6 separate regions of the Mus musculus genome follow, and all the other regions are linked to region 5. A link is a contact called in public ChIA-PET and promoter capture Hi-C data. All regions are on one chromosome and are shown on one strand. Each heading gives the region's core, a stretch centred on a gene start, on an enhancer-like site or on the middle of the called end of the contact. The rest is flanking DNA. Distances are from core to core; before and after follow the strand shown.

The links. Promoter capture Hi-C pulls out the DNA fragments that hold promoters and counts their contacts. ChIA-PET counts read pairs in DNA pulled down with a chosen protein or histone mark.
Region 1: a promoter capture Hi-C map of pre-B cells shows a contact between it and region 5, with 2.5 times the contacts expected there. The contact joins the promoter of Cdk18 here to the promoter of Ikbke in region 5. A contact is called at or near these places in 1 of 39 promoter capture datasets (pre-B cells) and 1 of 115 datasets of contacts at active chromatin or transcription factors (pancreatic cancer cells).
Region 2: a promoter capture Hi-C map of liver shows a contact between it and region 5, with 4 times the contacts expected there. The contact joins the promoter of Slc45a3 here to the promoter of Ikbke in region 5. A contact is called at or near these places in 1 of 39 promoter capture datasets (liver) and 1 of 115 datasets of contacts at active chromatin or transcription factors (pancreatic cancer cells).
Region 3: a contact with region 5 is called in a promoter capture Hi-C map of liver, with 2.5 times the contacts expected there. The contact joins the enhancer-like site here to the promoter of Ikbke in region 5. A contact is called at or near these places in 1 of 39 promoter capture datasets (liver), 1 of 484 Hi-C or Micro-C datasets (pro-B cells) and 1 of 115 datasets of contacts at active chromatin or transcription factors (pancreatic cancer cells).
Region 4: an RNA polymerase II ChIA-PET map of memory CD8 T cells shows a contact between it and region 5, with 49 read pairs. The contact joins the promoter of Elk4 here to the promoter of Ikbke in region 5. A contact is called at or near these places in 1 of 484 Hi-C or Micro-C datasets (CD8 T cells), 4 of 115 datasets of contacts at active chromatin or transcription factors (bone marrow-derived dendritic cells, memory CD8 T cells, pancreatic cancer cells and 1 more) and 1 of 9 other capture datasets (pancreatic islet).
Region 6: a promoter capture Hi-C map of embryonic stem cells shows a contact between it and region 5, with 3 times the contacts expected there. The contact joins the promoter of Rab29 here to the promoter of Ikbke in region 5. A contact is called at or near these places in 5 of 39 promoter capture datasets (the C10 cell line, HPC-7-derived erythroid cells, embryonic stem cells and 2 more), 1 of 115 datasets of contacts at active chromatin or transcription factors (memory CD8 T cells) and 3 of 9 other capture datasets (adipose tissue, liver and macrophages).

What each region holds. Positions count from the first base shown.
Region 1 is chr1:132,137,908-132,141,297 of GRCm38.p6, forward strand. It overlaps Cdk18 (cyclin-dependent kinase 18), which reads right to left and starts at 1,778. Exons shown (of 16, transcript NM_008795.2): 1 at 1,503-1,778.
Region 2 is chr1:131,960,875-131,964,605 of GRCm38.p6, forward strand. Slc45a3 (solute carrier family 45, member 3) reads left to right here and starts at 2,041. Exons shown (of 5, transcript NM_001177628.2): 1 at 2,041-2,178.
Region 3 is chr1:131,989,225-131,992,815 of GRCm38.p6, forward strand. No RefSeq gene overlaps it. Among named protein-coding and RNA genes, the nearest start is that of Elk4, 17 kb to the right of the region's middle. Within about 2 kb of position 1,492, at least 11 of the 459 cell types and tissues checked have an H3K27ac peak or open chromatin away from gene starts, as enhancers often do. A contact at or near this core is called in liver, where this site is marked.
Region 4 is chr1:132,005,661-132,009,056 of GRCm38.p6, forward strand. Elk4 (ELK4, member of ETS oncogene family) reads left to right here and starts at 1,960. Exons shown (of 5, transcript NM_007923.3): 1 at 1,960-2,280.
Region 5 is chr1:131,278,147-131,281,848 of GRCm38.p6, forward strand. Ikbke (inhibitor of kappaB kinase epsilon) reads right to left here and starts at 1,417. Exons shown (of 22, transcript NM_019777.3): 1 at 1,185-1,417; 2 at 553-641. All of the region lies in intron 1 of Gm51644 (a long non-coding RNA gene), which reads left to right.
Region 6 is chr1:131,865,415-131,868,813 of GRCm38.p6, forward strand. Rab29 (RAB29, member RAS oncogene family) reads left to right here and starts at 1,863. Exons shown (of 6, transcript NM_144875.2): 1 at 1,863-1,996; 2 at 2,105-2,361. The coding sequence starts at 2,238.

The sequences.
Region 1 (3,390 bases), core at 528-3,027, 860 kb after region 5:
AGGGCAGCTATCCCCTCCCCGAACAATCCCAGACTAGGAATCCACTTGTTTCTCAGATTATTGTCCCTCTGGTAAAGCCTGGGTCTGCCTGGGGAGCCTGATTACTTAGAGAACTACCCCTGTCCTCCCTGGGAATTCCAGCCCAGGAAGAGCAGGAGTTGGGACCGGGCTTGGGGTCAGATAGATGTAGACCGGATTGAACCCGTTACATCACTCTCACCCACCCCTCCCCCAGTCTGTTCCTTGGCTAGTGCATTAGTGATCATAACACTCATGAACTATCATAACATTATTATGACACCTTGCTTGGCACATTGCAGAGATTGGAGACAGGAGCTGGGGCAGAGGGAGCCTCCGATGCAGCCCAAGTCCACAGGCATAGCTGCCTGTTGGCCACACCCCAGAAGCTATCCCAGGCCCAAGGCATGACAAAGACATGCGTTCTTGAGACACAAGGATTTGGATCCCCACCTACCCCGCCTCACTGTGGGCTATGTGCCTCCATTGAATCTCACATCTGATAGGGTGGGGGCTTTGCGACCCACGGGGCCCAGGCCACACAACACAGCTGGGTAGGCTGGGGAAGATTGCTCAAGGCCGAGCTGGGATGACAAAGAGGGGCAGATGGCAGCAGCCAGAACTCAGAAGGTTCTGAGGACTGCCCCTATCCCACAATTCTACCCCTGCTCCTGGGAAAGCTTAAGAGAAATATATGAGGCCGCTGGAGCCTAGAGGGGTGCTGACCCCTCAGTACAGGGAAAACAACCCCAAGGCCATCAGGGGCCTGTCCCCCAACCGCGTGGAACAGAGCCTCTGACCCACCCCATTTTCAGAGTCCTGTTTGTGACCTCCAAACAGAGCAGTCAAGCCATGCGTTTGAAGAGCGAGCCACCCACCCTCCTTTCCCACACGCTATCAACCGCTGTCCACAGGAGGGGAGGATCATTGCTTCTCTGGACTTAGCCCAAGAGAAGAGACACGTTCCCTAGCGACTCTCCTCACCACGCAGCCAGCGCTCGGGGCTTCACCTGTCCTCAGTTTTCCCCAGGTCTCTGGCCTACCACCCATGGCCTGTGGGGCTGGAAAGTTCACGAAAGCCCAGAAAGCTCTTCGAGGTGGCAATCTGGCCCTACACTCTCCTGAATCCCTTCGTTATCGGGACTCCTGACCCTTGTCCTTCCCATAAGGAAAGCACTTAGCGTCTGGCTTGTGCCTGGGAGGGGAACTTTTGCGTTTGTAGGGTTCCGACGGAGGTCAGGGCCAAAGGGAGTCCGGGATCCAGAGTCCCCGCGGGGCACGCGTTCTGCCTCAGCACCTGGAACTTGGGAGTGGCTTTCCCAGGGCATCCTTCACCCCACACACACACCAAAAAAATAAATAAATAATAAAAAAATAAAACGCAAGCGCGCCTGCCGAGCGCCCATCGCCTATGGCAGCTGGGGAATTCTGCCCAAATCTCCAGCGCAAAGGCAGTCGGCCCCTTTAAGGACCGCCCGGCTTACCTTTGCTCAGCTTGCCCGGCGCGGTGCCCCTCTCTGGCCGCCGCGGCGGACTCTGCGCGTGTCCCGGTCGTGGCGAGCCGGCTCCCGCCCTCCGCGGCCGCGCTGCCAGGCTTAGGTGCCCTGCCCCGCGCCCCGCCGGGGTCCCTACTCGGGACCCTGGCTCTTCCTGGCCCTGGAAAGGTGAGCGGTTTTCCCCCCAAAGAAGCTGTAACCTGAGCTGCGGGAGAAGGGAGAAGGGAGGGGTGCAGGAAGGTGGGTAAGAGGAGGAGGAAGGCAAAAGCCGGGCCCCAGCCAGAGTTTTTCACGTGTACAAGTTGACTCCGCCTTTGTCCGGACCGGCCCTGCCCACAGTCACTGCCAATCCCTTGCTCTCCCTCTGTCCCAGGGCCACCCCTTTCTCCCACTCTGGGAACTAAGGCCTGTGCTTCTTCCTGTTCCCCTCATAAGCTGGCCCTAAACTAAGTACAGGGTGAGGCCCTTTAGCCTGGACCACACCGGACAGGTCTCTGTCTCTACCCAACCTGCTGAGTGCCAATTTCGGGGGGTGGGGGGAGGGTAGTGGGGGCAGCGCCTAGCACCTAAGAGCTAATGTGCGATCTCAGGGCACAGGGCCTCGCCTATTCTCCTCTCTTTTATGGAGTGTGAAATTGTCACTTACCTGATAATATCTCCCTGATCCCTTCCCCCATCTCTGCCTCTCCATGGCCTGGAGGAAGAGTTCCTTCCCACATAGCATCCCTCTTCCACTATGAAGAGGAACAACTCTGTCCTTTTTGGCCAAGTGAATCAACTAAGAAGCTTTGCAGATAGGCAATGCTAAGTCAGGTCTCGGTTTACACAAGGGGAAACTAAGTCTCAGAAAGGAGACTGAAGAAGCCCAAAGTCCTACAAGGCTTAGAACCCAGGTCAAACATCATTCTCCCACACTGTCTAACGTCAGGGGTCAAAAACCACCACCAGGGGCGCTGGAGAGATGGTTAAGCAGTCCTGAGCAGTTACTGCTCTTGCAGAGGACCCCGGTTCCGTTTCCAGCACCCGCATGACTGCTCACAACTGTCTATAGCTCCAGTTCTAGGGAATCTGACACCTTCTGATCCATGGTGCCAAGAACATATGTGTTAGATACACACAGCTGTGGGCGAAATTCGCGCGTGCACACAAGCTAAATATAAATAAACCTTTTGTTTGTTTAAAGCACGCCACAAAAACGCTGGGGTGGGCTGAGGGTCAGCCTTCTTATGCTGGGGCCTTTTTATCCTTGCTTCCGGTGCTCTGCCGGGACTACATCAAAGAGGTCCTTGCCCTCTGTTCTTTTAGCAGATATGGCACATAGCTTCTGCAATCTGGGTGCCCTTGAGAAGGCTGCTTTGAGGAGAATGTGGTGTTGGAAAGAGGACAGTTTTCTTCTAAAAGACAGAGTCCTGAGGTCACAGCCACATGAGAGTGACTTATGGGTGGCTGACATCCCACAAGGGCCTACCAGCTCTTTGCTACCTTCCCTACCAGGGCATGGAGATTTTTCTGGGAATGAGTGTTTTATGCAGCTGTGGCTGCTACAAGCTGAAGGGCTGCAAAGAGTGCCTACAGCCAAGCCTCTGGATTTGGGACAGAGGATACCTGTCCTGTTCCATGAGTAACTAGGAAAACCTAGGCTTAGGCGTGGTGGGGAGGGCCTGCACTCAGGAGGAAGAGGCAGGAGGATCACTATAAGTTCAAGATCAGCCTGGTTTCCCCAATGAATTCTAGGCCAGCCACGGAGTGAGACATGCTCTCTAGAAGAGGAGGAGGAAAAGAAAGGGGGAGGGGGAGGAGAAGGAGGGAGGAGGAGGAGGAAGACAATGACAAAGACAGGGAGCAGGGAGGCTATGTCAATGCCAGGGAAGGTTGG
Region 2 (3,731 bases), core at 791-3,290, 680 kb after region 5:
AGTATCTGCAGAAGGGGAAGGGATTTTAGAACAGGCCCCAGCAGTAAATGCTTGGGAAGAAAGTACCTTTTGTTGTTCAGATGGCAGGTTTCTAGGGGATGGTCTTGGATCTCTGGAGTCCTTCCCCCCTCTTCACTGTGTCTTGTCACCCAGTAGAATACATACAGTCCTCTAGCAAGGAACAAGAAAAGGACAACCAAGAGGACACTCAGTCCTCTGAGGTGGGACAACACTCTTGCTCCCACTGCTCTCACAAGCCTGGAAAATACCACTGTCCACTCTCTAGGCTCTGTAATTTTCCACCTGACCTGGCATTCCCCATGACTCCTGCCCCTTTTTCCTGGGGCAAAGGGGACACTGGCTCCCTCGGAGTCACCAGAACTCCACCCTGGGCTCTCTACTGGTTACAGATAAGTATGTTAAAAATGTTGGAAAGCCAAGATCCCAGTTAGGATGAATGTTCTTGTGCTCCCAAGGAGGCTATGCCCAGAAGGTTTTCACATTTAATGTAATGACTCGGAATGCAGACTCTTAACATTTTGTTCTCTGTTTCCCCCTGTACATATGCTCTCTTCCCCACTAGCCCATTTCTTGCTTTCCCTTTGACGTCTCTCTTTTTCTTCTATCCTTATCCTCCTACCTGGGGGTGCCTTTGGGGGGACAGCTGACTAGCTGCCTCGAACAGAACCCAGAAGATGGGAAGGACTTGCCCCCACGGTGCACAAGGGTTAACACTGGGTTAACACTGCAATCCAGGCCGGGGCGTTGGTGGGACACGCCTTTAATCCCAGCACTGGGGAGGCAGAGGCAGGCGGATTTCTGAGTTCGAGGCCAGCCTGGTCTACGAGTGAGTTCCAGGACAGCCAGGGCTATACAGAGAAACCCTGTCTCGAAAAAACCAAAACAAAAAAACAAAAACAAACAAACAAAACACTGCAATCCAGCACCATAGTGGCCAGTTCCCATCTAAGGCCATCCAGGTCCTCCATGTCAAAAGCATTTCCTGGGATTCTGTAGTGCAGATGGTCCCAGGACCCTATGGATACCCGATCCACCCCAGGGTCTCAAGACAGCATGCTGTAGTATTTGTACATAAACTTGCACATATCTTCTTGTGGACTTCTTCTCACTGAGACATCACACACATTTGATACGATGTAAATGCTCATATATGTAAGCTCTGGCTATATGTATCTTGCTCAGAGAATAAGAACAAAGGGGAAAATGTCTGTTTATATTCATACCGAGATGATGAAAACAACCCTTAGCCCAATATATAATATTCATCAACAACACATTTCCCTCTGATATTTTTATGATTACTTAGTCTCGTGCACCAAAAATATCTGCAGAAATGTCTAGCCTGTGGTATTGAGGTCAACAAGTCGCCTAAGTGAATGTCTCTCCACCTTAGACAATTCCATGGATGAAAGAGACACAATAAAGTCCCCACCCCCACCCCGGGATCAGCCTACGATTGCAACGCTCCCACCTGCACCCGCTTCCTGCCAGTCCAGGCATTTTGGAAACTTTGACTGGGAACATTTTGGTGGCAATTTATCACCTCTCCTTCCTTATACGCAACCACAAGTAAAAGAAGAAAAAAGAAGTGGGAGTTTTGTCTTTGAGTTGCAGAAAGAGGCACTGAGTTAGCTTTCTGAGAGCAAGGAAAAGTAGCTCTCAGAATGTGGCCGATCCTTTGAAGGCGTGGTCCAGTGCGGGTGGGTCGCAGTTGTGCCTGGACAGCAGGATGTCCAGAATGGCACGCGCGGGCAATGGTCGAGGAGCAGAGGGGAGGTACCCCGTGGAGCTGGGTAGTTTTTACCTAAATGTTTTGGTGGCAAGCGGCAGAGGGGGCGGTGCACGGCCCTAGGTAATGACAGGGCAGTCTAGGAGCCACGCGGGGGCTGCCCGTCCGGTCGCGACCAGAAAGGAGACTGCTTTTCCACCTCCCGCTTTCTTCCCTTGGGGACCGGCCCCACCCCTCCATCCCCTCCCAGCACCCCCCCACCTCCGACCCGCCTTGCCCCGCCCCCCTCCTGGCAGCCCCAGCGCGCATGCTCTCTCCCCCCACTGAGTAACCTGGAGATTTAAAAGGCGCCCGCTGGCGCGCGTTGGTGAAGCAGGGGTCCGAGCTCGCACGCGCCAGCCCCAGGTGACAGCCGCACGCCGGGCCAGGTAGGGGAGGGGCTGGTCCCGGCGGGAAAGGTGCGCGCGGGTGGCCGTGCTCGGCGGTGGCTTTCAGCACCCCGCGGGATGGGGCCGCTCCGTGGCGTCCCGGCCCTGCGCGAGCGGAGGCTCGCGGGGAGGGCGCGGCCCCTGGTGACCGGGTGCCTAGGGCGGGCGCCCGCTCGCGTCCGCGCTGAGTGCGCTTCCTCCCGGAGCGCTGTGCTGTGGTGCCCGCTGTCCCGGGCCGCGCGCGGAGGGCGGGATCGGAGCCGCGGAGTCCCGGGCCAGGCCGACGGAAGGCCGGCCGCCCCTGCTGCAGCCTCCCGCCGCAGAGTTTTCTTTGGAAAGTTGCGTTTATTTCTTCCCTTGTCTGGGCTGCGCCCGAAAGGGGCAGATGAGTCACCGCGGCGCGCACGGTCCACACTTAGGGAAGCCCTGGGAGGTCCTTCAACCGGGAGCCTTGGTCGGAGACAGAAGGGGACCCAGCTCTCTTGACCCTAGAATTGGAGCAAGGCTTTGGTGGAGTTGAGGCTGGGATAATGAGTGTAAGTGTACGTGTGCGATCCTGCGCCTTCCTTCTCTGCCTCCGTTACCCACCTGCGGAGAGTAAAAGCAGCTCCGGCTGTGGCTGCTGTGTCCCGAGGCTCAGGTGGGGATGGGGAGTACTCTACAGAGCGAGAAAGCGCTCGGCGGGCGGCAGCACGCCCGGTGGAGAAACTCCAGGAGCTTTGCAGGCTCAGCTCTTCCTTAGTCTCCGCTTCCTGACAGGGAACCCTGTGACTGCTCTGTCCCTTGCCCTCCGACTCAGCCCCCTCCTTCATGACACACACTTGACTCGTCCAAGGCCACGGAGAACTCGGTGCTTCCTCTTTCCCTAGGAGTATGAATTGTAGGTAGGAAGAGTTTGGCCCGGTGGGTATCTGGTGAGAACTTGATGCTCAGCTGTGACAGACCCAATCCTAGCTGGCTAGGTTGAATTTTGAATAGCCCAGCTAGGGCTTTGCAGACGGGCACGGAGTAGATGCAGCTTAGAATGACTGGCTGGGCTTCTGGAAGCTTTTCTCAGGAGGGTGAAACTGTTAAGGTTTCTAGCCTCTGTTTCCTACGCGTGAAGCACAATCCCTTTCCCAGAGTGTGAAGCCTCGGTGTGGGCCCACGTGCCTAAGGCATGGGGAACAGGTTGACATATGGAGCTGGGAAGAGAAGGGCCCAGGAGCTAGATGCTGGACAGAAAGCTGAGGAACCACACAGAACACTGTGTCCCAGGGAGTAAGTGGGACAGGATCTGAACCCTCTGGCCTTTCTGTTGGACCCAGTTCATCCTCTCATTCCTCCCTTATCTCCCGCCTGCCCCAGCTCCAGGGCTGGCCTGGAAGCAAGACTGTACTAAAACCAAAAGTGCCCAGAAAAGTTTGACTCACTGGCTGAGTCTAAAGATAATAGTACAGCTGTGGACATGCAGGCCCCAGTTAGGGTCTTTGCCAAGAGAAGCTTTCCTTATGCACTTTTGGAGTGGAGAGTGAAATCCCCACCCCCACCCCCGACCCCCCAATCCCTCTAAC
Region 3 (3,591 bases), core at 242-2,741, 710 kb after region 5:
TTGGGGATTGAACCCAGGGTCTTTCACATGCTAGGCAAGGATATCTCGGAGGTATATCTCTAGCCCTTAAAAACCTTTTATTAAACATAAATATAGCATAACTTCTGTTTCAAGTTCAGATGATAACTTTCATTTACACATGTATTTCATCAACCTTATTTTTCCCATACTGACACAGAACTGAGACCTGGCCCAGAGGCCCTGAGTGCATGTGCTGGTGTGTGTGTGTGTGTGTGTGTGTATGTGTGTGTGTGTGTGTGTGTGTGTGTGTGTGTGTGTGTGTGTGTGTGTGTGTGTGTGTAAAGGGTAGCGTGAGAAAGAAAAGAATCATTGGTCTTTCAGTTATTGCCTTGGTCGACCATCAGCTCAGAACCTGATCCCTAGAGCCAATAATTATCTTCTCTCGGGGGACCTCCCTTCTCAGCTGGGTTTACAAAGGATGAATCCTTAGGGAGCAGGAAGCTTAGGCACAGAGTAGTATTTCAACACAAGTTCTGAATAACTGGGACTAAGGTCTTCTGCAGATTTGAACTACATTTCTCATACAACATGCACTTACTCCCAACTTACTGAGAAATAGGAAAGGCACTAAAGGGGTAGCGAAGAAGAAGGCAGGGGGCTGTGGAAAGCAGGTAGGATGTGGTCTCATACATGAGCCAACTGGCCCTTGCTGTGACTTGTAGGCCTGGGCCCAGCTGGTGCATTTCATGGAGACGGGGAGGAAGAAGCTGAGATACCTCTACTGCAGAGATGTGTCAGGCAGTCAGTGAGTGATTCTTGTGGATGGAGGAGGAAAGTCCAGACTGACATAGCTTCCTTTGACTGCGGGTGTTGGGCCTACCTGTTTCAAACGGGGCAGAGCGACTTGGGGAAGCATAGAAGGGCCTTGCTGGGTGTGTGATGTCTCATCTTCCATATACTCCCCGTCTTTTTGGCCCTCTAGCCCTCTCTTCAGAGTCTCCAGTTACCCCCTTCACCACTGTGGGAAAAGCTCTTGTTTTCCAGGGTGAGGGTTGATTACAGTAGCCTGGCAGTTTGGTCACTGTTGGCTGAGAGCTGTTTGGAGCTGCGACTTTCAGACATCCAATACTGTTACCAAATCGCTCTGTGTATTTAGAGGGAGCCTGATATGACCTGGAACATACTGCTTGACCTCATTGTGCTCTTGCTGGAAGTAGGCCTTGTGCAGATGCCCACGTATGTGTATAAGCGGTGTTGTTCGGCTCAGCTTCATCTTTATAGACTTTAGCAAATTTACAGCCCCCACGAATTTCAGTCTTTAATTAAATCAGTTATCACTTCCTCTGTGATCCTTGGCCTGGTCAGTGTCAACTTCCTGTTTGTGGAGGCAGCTGGACTCTGGGAAGGCTATCCCACAAACTACAGGCTACACATTTCTTGGTATTTGATTGCAGTGACATCTGACTAGTGTGGATGGCTCAGGAAGATATGTTGAAACCTAGGCCAGTACACTGGAGGTGGGCCTTAGGCGACACAGCCATGAAGAGTCATGAGGGTAAAATCCTGAATGGGGTTAGAGGTTCCACAAGTCATGCATAAGGCACGTGCCTAAAATCCTAGTACTTGGGAGGTAGAAGCAGGAGGATAGAGAGGTCTGGGTCAGTGCAAGCTTCCAGCAGATCTGTAACATATTACACCTTTTCTGTAGAGCTAATATTTAAAAATTAGAAGGTAGTTTTTTTTTTTTTAAATAAGTGGACAGGACCTTTAAAAAGGTCCCCCTGTTTGACCACAGTGCCATCCACCAGCCATCGCTGCTCTCTGAGAACCTGGTGGGCTCTAAAATGGGCAGCATAAGATGCCGTTCTTGCTCTGTGAGAATTCCAATCATCTGTGCACCCTGATATGGGTAGAAATTAGGAATTGAGCCTGCTGCTATTGGTGGCGAATGCCTTTGATCCCAAGCACTTGAGAGGCAGAGGCAGGCAAATCTCTGAGTTCCAGGCCAGCCTGGTCTACAGAGCAAGTTCCAGGACAGCCAGGGTTGCACAAAGAAACCTTGTCTCAAAAAACAAAAACAAAACCAAGTTGTGGTCCTATGAATAGGTTTGGCCCTCATAGACTCATGCGTTTGTGTGCTTGGTACTATTAGGAGAAGTAGGTTGTCACTGCGGAGCTTTGAGGTCTCCTAGTGCTCAAGCTCTGCCTAGTGCGGAGCAGACCCTCCTCCTGGCTGTGTGCTGAAGACAGTCTCCTTCTGCTGCCTTGGGATCAAGATGTAGAACTCTTGGCTCCTCCAGCGCCATGTCTATCTGCTTGCACACTGCCATGCTTTCTGTCATGATGATAATGGACTGAACCTTTGGAACTATAAGCCAGCCCCAATTAAGTGTTTTATGAGTTATGTCATGGAGCTGGGCATGGTGGTGCACGTCTTTAATCCCAGCACTCGGGAGGGAGAGGCAGGCGGGTTTCTGAGTTCGAGGCCAGCCTGGTCTACAAAGTGAGTTCCAGGTCAGCCAGGGCTACACAGAGAAACCCTGTCTCGGGAAAAAAAAAAAAAAAAAAAAAAAAGCTGTCATGGTCATGATATCTTTTCAGAGCAACAAAACCCAAACTAAGATACAAGTTTAAAGCTTCCTCAAGATTCTGCTTAATAAGCTGTGAACACTGCGAGCGCCTCAGTTGACAGTGTGGACGTCCACTCAGCCCTTCATGCAGCAGGAAAGCTACTTGCCCAGGAGGACTGAAGAGAGGGCCAAGGGGTTAAAATCACCCACTGCTCTTCCAGGGGGCACAGGTTTCAGTCCCAGCACCCACATGGTGGCTCTCAGTGGTTTGTAACCCAGTTCCAGGGCATCTGATGCCCTCTTCTGGCTCCCGTGAGGCACTAGTTATACACATTGTATAGAGACACATATGCAAGCAGAATATCCATACACATAAAATAAAAATTAAGAACCACCTGGCCAGCCTGGGCCACATAGCAAGACCTTGATTTTGTATTCCACATCCCTCACGTGGGTCGTCTTAGGGCTGGTTGAGCATGGTGAGTCAAGAACCTGTTTTTTTTTTTTTTTTTTTTTAAGGTTTATTTCTTTATTTACTTATTTTATGTGAGTACACTGTTGCTGTCTTCAGACACAGCAGAAGAGGGCATTAGACCTCATTACAGATGGTTGTGAGCCACCATGTGGTTGCTGGGAATTGAACTTGGGACCTCTGGAAGAGCAGTCAGTGCTCTTAACCACTGAGCCATCTCTCCAGCCTGAGTCAAGAACTTTTAAGAGATGTTACAATACTCTTCTCCCTCCCCTCACTCCTCTTTAGCCTTTTGGTCTGCAACCAAGGCTGTGGCACACAGACACTGTTACAGAATGAGTGACAATGTGTACCAGCGGCCCAGGGCTAGCCGCGTGCATAGATGATATCTAGGTCAGCCTGAGATGCCGTGTGGGCACCAGGAAGACTTCCTAGAGGAAGTAATGCTAAAACAGAGTGGACGCCCAAGCCAGAACCAGCCATCTGCTCCCTACCAAGCTCTTCCAATGAGAAGCCTGCATCTCGGTCACTGCTGTGTGATCCACATCCAGCTCCTAGCTCAGTGTTACTCCTACTATGTGCACTCTT
Region 4 (3,396 bases), core at 710-3,209, 730 kb after region 5:
GGGGGAAGTAACACCCAGATGTGAACTCCATGAGCCACAGTAACAACTGGCTTGGCAAGTACAATAGTGCCATGAAAATTATGGAAGCAACCAACTGTTTCCTGGTTGGGCTGAAATTCTACTCTACAGGATAACTGGCCAAGATCCAGCTGCTGGGGAGCTCATAGCTCATAAGTAATTCTACTATTATTGTGTTAAATGGACATAGCATCAGACTGCCCTGAAATAGTTATCACACCAATAGATTAGTGCAACTCTCAGTGCTCTCTAGAGAAGCTCCTTTTTGCCTTGGACGCCAGATAATACAGAGTCACATCTGGTCCAAGTGCAAAGAATCAATGTCTGTGAAGTGCTCAACCATAAGTTGAATATTTATAGCATGTCACCACCACCCAAGGTTCAGGGAACACTGAGGAGGAGGAGAAGGAGGTGGTGGAAGGATTTTTAAGAGCCAGAAGTCTGGGGTGACTGGACTCTTCTGGGCATGACCACTACACTCATGCATTTACAGAAGCCATGGTTGCCTGTTAAAGATCTGTACAAGAGCAAGCAGTTGACATTCCATTGTGAACAGAGCATAGACGCCCCGCCCCTAGCTGAAGAGCTATTGGCCTTTGATGGGTGCCAGAATGAGTCAGTTTTCTTTAGAGGTGGGTCCCTGACCACGATCTAGTGGACTAGTGGACTGTCTCACATCCAGGCATATATGGGCAATACTAACTGGACTCACTGGGTTAAGAAACAATGAAAAAGAGGGCACATAGGGGGATCTGGGAGGAGTCAGAAAGGTGAGGGAGGGGGACTATGTTTAAAATATATTGTATGCATGTATGAAATTATCAAAGAAAAAATTATATATATAGATATCTGTATCTATATATCTATATAGATATCTATAGCTATATATATATGAAACTGAGCTTGGTGTTAAAAGCCTGTAAATTCATCACTTGGGAGGTGGAGGAAACAGGATCAGGAGTTCAAAGTCAACCTCAGCTCGGACTTCATGAGACCTTGCTTCCAAACACAAATCACATTTGTAAGAACCAGCTTACGCTTAACATCCTCATAATGTTGATACTGAGACAGGGTTGCTGAGAGTCCAACCCCAAATTGAGTGGCACAGTCAATCCCATGAGAGCTTTAAGTACAGAAACTGTCTCAAAAAGCCTAAGTAAACAAACAACACACTCATTCGTTTAGTGGGGCAGGGAGACAAAATGGAACGCTCAATTGCCTCAGCTGCGAACACTTGTGAACCTTGGAATTGGGTGTTGATTTCTGCATCCCTTCTTTGGATGTTGCAAGTTTTGAAAATTAGGTTTTCACAGTGACTTTACAGGCAATGAATTGGGTGTTTCGGATTCTTAAGTAAAGTCACTTAGACTGGACGTGGTGGTGCACATCTGTAAATATCTGTAATCCCACCACTTGGGGCCAGGAGTTGAAGCAGAAGGATCTCCTATGAGTTCAGAACAGCTAGAGCTACGTGTTAAAATACTGTTTCTAAACCAAAAAAAAAAAAAAAAAGAAAGAAAAAGAAAAAAGAAAAGAAAGAAAGAAAGTTAAAGCTCTGGACCAAGCTAAGTTGGTAAGGGGGAAAGCTTTTCCCATTCTAGAGAGACCATTCGTCAATGATTCTGATCAAGTGGTGGTGGTAGCTCGCAATGTAAACCAGTGGGCGTCGTCCTCACACGTCAGCTCCGCCGCCACAGCCCTGGGCCCAGATTGCTACCCCGAGAGCCCTAAGCAGGACTTTGGGCCTGCGAGGAAGTACGAATGTCCGGCAGAGCAGGAGTCCCCGGAGCGAGTGCACGGGACGGACTAACAGGGTACGTACGGGAGCCCCGGGCCAGAAACAAAACACTGGCTTTGGGGCCCGGCCCCTCCCCCGGAAGTGACGCTCGCGCTGCTTCGGCGTCGAGGAAGGGCCCCGGCAGTGCCGGGGGGGGGGGGTTTGAGAGTGGCGGAGGCCGCGGAACGACGGGAGACGGCGGCCGTAGTGAAGAACGTCGAGCGCACGCACGGCGAGTGGCAGCTTAACTATAGCCACTTCGCCGTCCCGGCCGCGTGTGCGAGGGCGGGGCTCGAGACCTGCGGCAGCGGGAGATGCGGGCGGCTGCGGGCACGCGGCTGGCTCGGCTCGGCCGCCGCTTTCTCGGGCCCCGGCGCGGGGGTCGCCACTGTTCGCCGCGCGGTCTTTGAGGTCCGAGTGTGAGGAGCGGTGGGCGACAGAGTCTCGCACCGCGTTCAAGGCCGAGGAGTCCCGTGCCCTGCCTGGTGAGCAGCACGCCCACGCCCCGTCGGGGTCTCGCACCACCGCCCCTCAGCCAGGTTTCCGCGCGGGCCGGGCGGAGGTTGCGGGCGCGGCAGGAAGTGCACCGGGCGGAGGGAGGGGCGGAGCTTGGTGGCGGGAGGGTGGGACCTGGTGGGTGGGCGGGGCCCGCTGGCGCGCTCTCCTTGGGGGAGCAGCTCGGTGGAGCTCAGGTGCTCGCCGGAGCGCCCCCTCCGCCTTGCCCGCACCTCGGTGGGTCGTGAGAAGTCCCTTGGGCGGAAGGTGGCAGCGGTTTTTTGTTGCCTGGGTGGGGCAGAGGGGAACGGTTTTAACTTGCCGGAGTGGCAGGAAGTTGGAAAGTGAAAGTGCTTTCTTGGCTCGCCCACGGGCCGGAGGTCTGCGTCTCCCCGCACTTTGATCTCGGGGCGCGCGGCCTCACGCCGCATTCTTCCCTTCCCCAAGCTCGCTGTCCATCCGGCCACAGGTTTTTCTTTCTCTACTTTTCATCAGTCCTCCTCGCTTCCTGTACAGCTGTGGCAAGCTTTTCCTCGGAAAAGCATTGGAAACATCTTTGAGGGGAGGAGTTTTAACGGGCATCGGCAAGGAAATAAGGGGGAATTTGTTGGGTGAACTCAGAAGACACGGTTGGCATTTTCTCGAGCCCTTGCAATGTGAAGGTTAGGTCATTTAAGTAAGAGTCTTTCAGTAGAATGGCTGCCGTTCTAAGGTCAGAGCTCTTCTCTCTTCCCCCCCATGCACAGAACGTGGGGCTTCTGTATTTCCGGCTAGGAGTGGTGTTTTTAAAAGAGTATGATTCAACTTTTCCTTGTAGGAACTCTTTGTTCTTTGATCTTTGGTTTTATTTTAAAATGGAAACTGCTTACGTGGAGTTTGTTACATTTTTGGGGGGGAAATATTGTCTTAACTTTTGGGACACCATTATATATTTGAGGCAGGGGATGTACTCTTCAGTCACCAGCACAAAAAGGTAAAAAAAAAGTATACATTTAATATCCTCTTGTGGCTCTCACCGTTGCTTTCAGCCTCCTCTCCTTCCTTCTTGTGCTATGTATCAAAACTGGGGTCTGCATCAGGTGTTCATCAGCTGGTCTGCACTCCAG
Region 5 (3,702 bases), core at 167-2,666:
CAGTAGTCACACCCCAGTTTCAGACAACACACACATGTTTGCTTTAGGCAAAGGTAAGGATGCTGATGAGACCTTCTGAAGGCAACATGAACGAGTTGTCCATGCTTCTCTGTATGGCTGAGGAGTCAGCCCAATGCAAGGCTCAGACAGGGCACTGAAGTGGAGGCCAAGGCTGCAGTCTTGGGAGCTGGGTGCAGCAGATTGTGTCACCTTCAGCTGGGGGCAGCAGATTGTGTCACCTTCATGACTCTACCTAGGCTGGTCCTCAACCAAGCCCTGCTACTGGGGCAAAGCATAGCTGCAGTCAGGAAGGCGGGCAGTGAGGTGCACAGAACAGCATCCCAGATGGGCAGCATGGCCCTGGGTTCTGTACCTAGAAGCTCTGATTGTGGCACATCTGGATTATCTCTGGATCATCCTCCCATCCACCCTCCCATCCCCAAGACCCTCTGTGCATAGAAGGTGCAGCACAGCAGCCTTCTGTGAGTCAACGCCAGCCTGCCCACAGACTCCTATCCTCCTCGGGGGCTCCTCTGTGGCAGATACACATACCTGCACTCCAAGTGGCTCAGAATCAGGCAAAGACTCTCCCTGGCAAGTGTGTGTTTTGCTTTCTGTCTGGGGCAAGTCCAGGAGCTGAGCTACACCGGAAAGAGAAGGGTGGGTGGATGAGAGGCCCCTTCGTGCTGTTGCTGTGCTGTTTGATTCTCAGCCCCATCAAAGGCCACCAGTCCCAGCCCTTTAACTTGTTCCTGTTGTCACCTTCCCTACAGTTCTTGAAGCGAGCAGAGGGGGGGGGGGGGCGGTGTCCAGCTTCTTTCCAGCTGTTCTGGAAACCTCTCCTGGTTATTTGGGCCCCAGGGGAAAGATCCCAAGCAGAGGCCAGTAGAGGCCCCCAAAGCTGAACCCCAGCTTTGCATCAGCATGTTGAGAAGCAGAGCCCAGGAGGGGAGCTTTTTTTGGCCAATCATGGTTCTTCTCAGGGCCATCATGGTCCCTGCCCCTCACTGGCCTCCAAGCAGTCCGTTCTGAGAGTGTTTTCCCACAGAGGGAGTGCAGAACACTACCAGGCTCCCAGCAACCACAAGAAAAACACAGGACTCGGGCATTCAGCTGAGTATTGACTTGAAGCTGCCCCACTGGCTTCCCCACACCACCCTCCTCCACAGACACTACACACTCACCCCATCTCCTATCTCAGTTGCAGGGCAATGCAGACTTGTGGAACTGGGTGGCACCCCCAGGGATTCAGGCCTTGAAGTCAATCCTGGGCAGTGCCTAGAAGATCCTGGTAGCTATGGGGCCCCCCAGGATCCACAGGCAAAGCAGGTGATGGTCTTGAGCCTGAAGGTCTCTTTCCTGCCTCTCTGAGAGCAGTGGGGTACCCAGTCCCAGGCTCTTAACTATCATACTTCCTGATTCACTTCTCTCTCTCTCTCTCTTTCTCTCTTTCTCCCCTCCTCTTTCCCTCCCTTCCTCTCGCTCTTAAAGGGACAGGCATCTCAACGGCTGCCACACACACCTCCACTCCCCCTTCAGTAAAGGGAAAGAGGATTCTGTGAGTTGTCAAGTGGAAGCCATAGGGCCATCGCCTGAGCCACAAGGAAGCCAAGAACGGAGGCTGGGGGCTCTGTGACAGGCCACTGAGTACTATGCTGGCATCTCTGGAGGGAAATTCAAAGCTCTGCTTAAAGTTAACTAAAGAAGTCCAACAAGTTAACCAAGTTGAAAACTGCCTAGAAAGAGCCAGGACCTGTGCTTGCCCCTCCTAGAAGCTGGACAGGACTTATCTTCCTTTAGAGCTTTCAAGAACAAGTACACACCCAGATCATAGCCCCTACTCTGACCTTACACACAGCAAAACCTGCTCCCACCTGGTGCCGTTTTCTGACCACAGCCACTCAAATGCACTGTGTGCTTTAGGTAGTATGGATGGCAGGGGGATGGAGAATCTGGGAAGTGGTTTTTTTTTTTCAGACCATGTTTGATGGTATCAAGTTCTGTACACCTTTAGTAATTTGCCCACCTTCCCAGCCATAAGCCAGTACTCCAGATATCCTGGGAAGCCGGGAAGGGGGGCTGTGCTGCTCTGGTCAGCTCTGAGTGGGCAGTTGGACAAGGGGTTAAAACCCAGGAAATTCCATGTTTCTCTAGAATGTTGGTGGGACTTTCCCCTGGCCACACCTGGTGATTTCCTCTGCCAGCCCCACCCCACCACAGGGAGGAGAGGCAAGAACAGGCCCGGAGCTTGTCGCTGACAGATCCACCCAATGATAATGTGACAGCTAGAGCCCTTACAGTGGCTTTTCACAGTGAGGCCAGGAGGGGCAGACCTGAGGGTTCCACACTCCAGCCTGTGTGTTACAGGTTTCCACCTGGCAAGAACATGGGGGATTGCACTTGTCGATCATGGACTTGGAGAGGACAGAAGCATGCATTTTCTCTAGCACATTATTTAACAGGTGCTGTAAGACCCCCTTTTCTAGCAAGGTGGACCTGTTCAATGTGGCTACTCCATCAGTCTAGAAAGTCTGGGTTACTTTTATGGTAAGGGTACCCCTCAGGCCCACGAGGTATTTGCAGTGTCACTTTGACCATGCTGCAGGCTATACTCATGTTCTTCCATGAACCTGCACTCTTACTCTCCTTTCACTGGCAAGCCTATTCTCCTTTTCCACCCAGGGATTTTCACACCTTTTAACACAAGAGCCAAGCCTAGTATCTCCTGTGAAGCAGGCACTGTGCTCAGGACAGAAAAGGGAGACATGGGCATCTAATCCCAGAGATGCGGGATGCTGGATGTGATATGAAGGCATGGCAATGCATACTGAGCAAACAGTGGTTTTGTGGACCTTGTAGGGGGAGCAGGAAGGGCTTGCCAGCCTTGCTGGGTGCTCTGAGTTAGGCAGCAAAGGAGGACTAGTGCAAGCATAGGAAGCAGGGCCAGAGGTGCAAAGAGCATGAATTGTTCGGGGCTTTGTACCTGGGACACTAGGGATAGCCAGCAAGGTGAAACTGTAATAGATGGTACTTTGCCTGGAGACTCTGGGAGGAAACATCCTTGGTGTGGTCAAGATATAGGACTGCATGCCTGTGTCCCAGCTGTGTGTGTGTGTGTGTGTGTGTGTGTGTGAGGTGTGTGTGTGTGTGTGTGTGTGTGTGGTGTGTGTGTGTGTGTGTGTGTGTGTGTGTGTGGTGTGTGTGTGTGTGTGTGTGTGGTGTGTGTGTGTGTGTGTGTGTGGTGTGTGTGTGTGTGTGTGTGTGAAGTGTGTGTGTGTGGTGTGTGTGTGTGTGTGTGTGTGGTGTGTGTGTGTGGTGTGTGTGTGTGTGTGTGAAGTGTGTGTGTGTGAGGGGTGTGTGTGTGTGTGTGTGTGTGTGTGTGTGTGTGTGTGTGGCTTAGAAGCCTGGAGGGAAGAGGATGTTCATAACAGACATTGCCGCATTTTCCCAGGTCCAAGGAATCATAGAAATAGCGGTAATCCAAAGGCAGCACAAGAACCAGAGGCAAGTTTGTGTGTGTGAGATTTCTGTGTGTAAAGTATATATGTGTCTATGAGTGTATGTGTGTGTGTAAATGTATACATGTGTGACTCTGCATGTGTTGTTTGAGTTTATGTGTGTATATGTGTGTCTGTGTATGGGTGCATGTGTATGAATGTATAAGTGTATGTGTGTGATATCACTTTCAAATGTGGGTGCTTC
Region 6 (3,399 bases), core at 613-3,112, 590 kb after region 5:
GCCAGAGCTACACAGAGAAACCCTGTCTCGAAAAACAAACAAACAAACAAAAACAAAAACAAAAAACAAAAAATATATATATAAAGAACAAATAAAGTGAAAACAGATATACTTGAAGCCATGACTTAAAGACTATAGAATAATTAACCCAGAGACCAATCCTTAGGAAATGTTTAAAGGGATAGGATAGGGAGATCCCAGAAAAGAAAATTTAAAAAGTGATCACCAGAAGAAACAGCAGCACAGAAGCACAAGGCAATAAATGCCAAAGAGTGTTGAACAATGGCAAAGCAGTAACAACTAACGCAATCCTTAAAGGTGAGTGGAGGAGAGAGGACTGGCAAACGTGGTGATTAGAACAAAGAACATCGAGGGGGGGGAGTTATATGGAAATGTTGTAATGGAAGGTATTACTTTGTTTACTAACTTTAAATTTCCAGTTTTTAAGAGAGAGGAAGGGAGAGAGTAGTGGAAGAAACCAGCCCCAAATGTGTACGAGCTTGCGCACATGAGCACACACACAAAGCTGCATACTGTGTGCATGCATTCCAGTGGAGGGAGTAGAAGCAGAAACAGAAGCAAATGGATCTGGAGCTCAAAGCCAGCCTGGGCTACATAGACTCTGTCGAAAGGAAAAAAGAAAGAAGAGAAGGAGAAGGAGGAGGGAGAGGAGGAGGAGGAGGGCTGGAGATGTAGCTCCGATGGTAGAGGACTTGCCTAGCATGCCTGGATTTACTCTCCAAAACTACAAAACTGGATGTTGTTACAATTGAACCACAAGTTCTATGGTCTACTGTCAGAAGTTGACACCAACTTAGGCTACAGAAAATCCTCTCTCAAACAAAAAACAAACAAACAAACAAACAAACAACAACAAAACAGCCAAAAGGGGAAAAAAGTGAAGCTTATTCTACTAGCCACAATTTCTAGCTAAAGGACAGGCAGGACAGAAAAATTACAGGTAGGAAAAGTAAAAATATTTGCCAATCATTTTATGAGTATTCAGAATTAATAGCAGCAACAAAAGGAAATGTCCTGGTGCTCAAACGCTATGCGTGGCTGGTGTAAGAAATGTGGAAGTGTCAATGAGGAACTATCTCTTGTTTATTCTGCATTGTTATTGCTATAGCTAGTTATTAAGTGTTGTAACTTTTGACATAGATTTTTTTTAAAAGGTTGATCTTTTGGGTCAAATGTCCCCAAATGTGCCTGTTATTGGTCATATGGAAAATTTGACCTTGTCTTTACAAGGCTCGAGATTTGACTCTGTAGTTAAGACAACAGGAAATGGACTTCACTTGGAACTTGGACATTTATCTTTGTGTTATAAAACCTTTAAAATATGGCTAATAAGAAAGGCCGTCTAGAAATCTTTAAAATGTGATTTTAAGAAAACATCTGGGGGAAAGATTTAGACAGGAGAGATCATGGTCTACGTAGTTCAGGGTGACCCAAAGTTGCTTCCAATCTCTTGTCTTGCTCTGGGGAGAGGAAGTGGTGGGGTTAGGGGTCCTTGAACACACTTGTTGCAGAAGACGATGGATGAACTAGGGTTTTATGATCCTCCTATTTCCATCTCCCCAAGGCCTGGATTGCAAACCTGTGCTTCGACGCCAAACTTTAGAATTGTTTTTAAATAGATTTCTAAATTCTTTAAAGTTTGAAAACCTTAAAACTTTTATGTAAATTTGCTCAAGATAGCTAGGAAACTACATTTCCCAAGAGTGTACGTGGCAAGTCGCCACACTGGTCTGGTCGCTTTACCAAGAGGCACACTGGGAAATGTAGTTCTCCGAGCAGTGGGGCTCACAACGTTTTTGACGGAAGACTGGGAAGTGCGCCGCCAGTGGCAGGACGGGGACCGGACAAGGACTCTGCACAACCTCAATTTTGTGTGTGCGGTCCGAGAAAGGGTCTAAGTCATCTGTACTTCTCTAAGCAAGGTGCTGGCCACGGTTCAATGCTGGCGAGCGACTCGGAGGTCCCTGAAAGGAAGGTGCCAATCGCGGAGGGTCGAGCTGGTACCCGCCCCACCCAGGCTGCGGCCGCGCGGGGAGGAAGCGCGCACAGGCCGAGTGCAAAAGTTTCCTTTTCTGCTTTCCAGTCAGAGAAGCTTCAACCAACCGAGGGTGGAGATGCCTGACTTCAATTGGAAGAGAACCCGGGAGCCAAAGGGGTTGAAATAAGCGACTTCCCGGAAAAACAAACTATCAAAAAACCTCTCCCCACCACTAGCCATGGGCAGCCGAGATCACCTGTTTAAAGTGCTGGTGGTGGGGGACGCCGCCGTTGGCAAGACGTCTCTGGTCCAGCGCTACTCCCAGGACAGCTTCAGCAAGCACTACAAGTCCACCGTGGGAGGTGAGCGGTCACGGGTGACTAGGAGCAGGGGTCGAGGCTCGCAGCCGGTAGCCTCTGGGTACCGAGGTTGCCTCTAAGGGGTCCCCAGCCTACCTACAAAGATAGGGCCAAAGTATACAGGTGAGAGATGGTGAAGGGGTCTGAGCCGGGGACTATTCACCGCAGAGAGCAGAGCCCTCCCGCAGCCATGCGCTGCCCAGAGCAACTTCTCCAGTCAGCAAAGTCAGCTGAGTCCCGGTTCAAGTGCAGGCTGGGGCAGTTACCCTGCTTCCTACCAGCATCCGACGGGTGTTGAGGAAAGAACCCCGTTACCTTAGGAGGAAAGCCCAGGAGCTAAGCAGTCAGAGGTGTGGGGAAGACTGGAGGACAGATTCCGGTCAGGTCTGATGAGCCCTATGGTGTCATTAGTGAACTGAGTGGGAAATGTGAGGAATTCACGAAAGAATGTGAAATACCCTCGAGTGGCCTGTCGTCTTCTCTTGCACTGGGGAAGGCAGGGAGGAAGAGAGAAAGAAGCACTAAAAGTAAATTCATTTCTTTCCCAGTGTGGCCTTTGGACTCTGCTGAACTGTCCACCTGTCGGTCTGTCTACCCCAAACACACAGACACAGACACAGATACACACAGACACACACACACCTCCACCACCACCACAAGGAGAAGGTAGTTAACAAGGTTACAGTAATGTGAAAGAATAAAATTACATTTGTTTTTTTTATTTTGTTTTGTTTGAGACAGGGTTTCTCTGTATAGCCCTGGCTGTCCTGGAACTCACTCTGTAGACCAGGCTGGCCTTGAACTCAGAAATCTGCCTGCCTCTGCCTCCCAAGTGCTGGGATTAAAGGCATGCGCCACCACGCCCAGCACATAAAATTACATTTGTACCAACACAGATTTACATGTGAAAGTTTTTTTATTAACTCTTTTCTTTGAAATGAAAACTTTATAGAATATTTCAAAAACTGTTTCCTGACTACTTTGCCCACCACTCCTAAATACAAGTCCTTATTTCATGGATTTTGGGTTAAAAATGTCCTG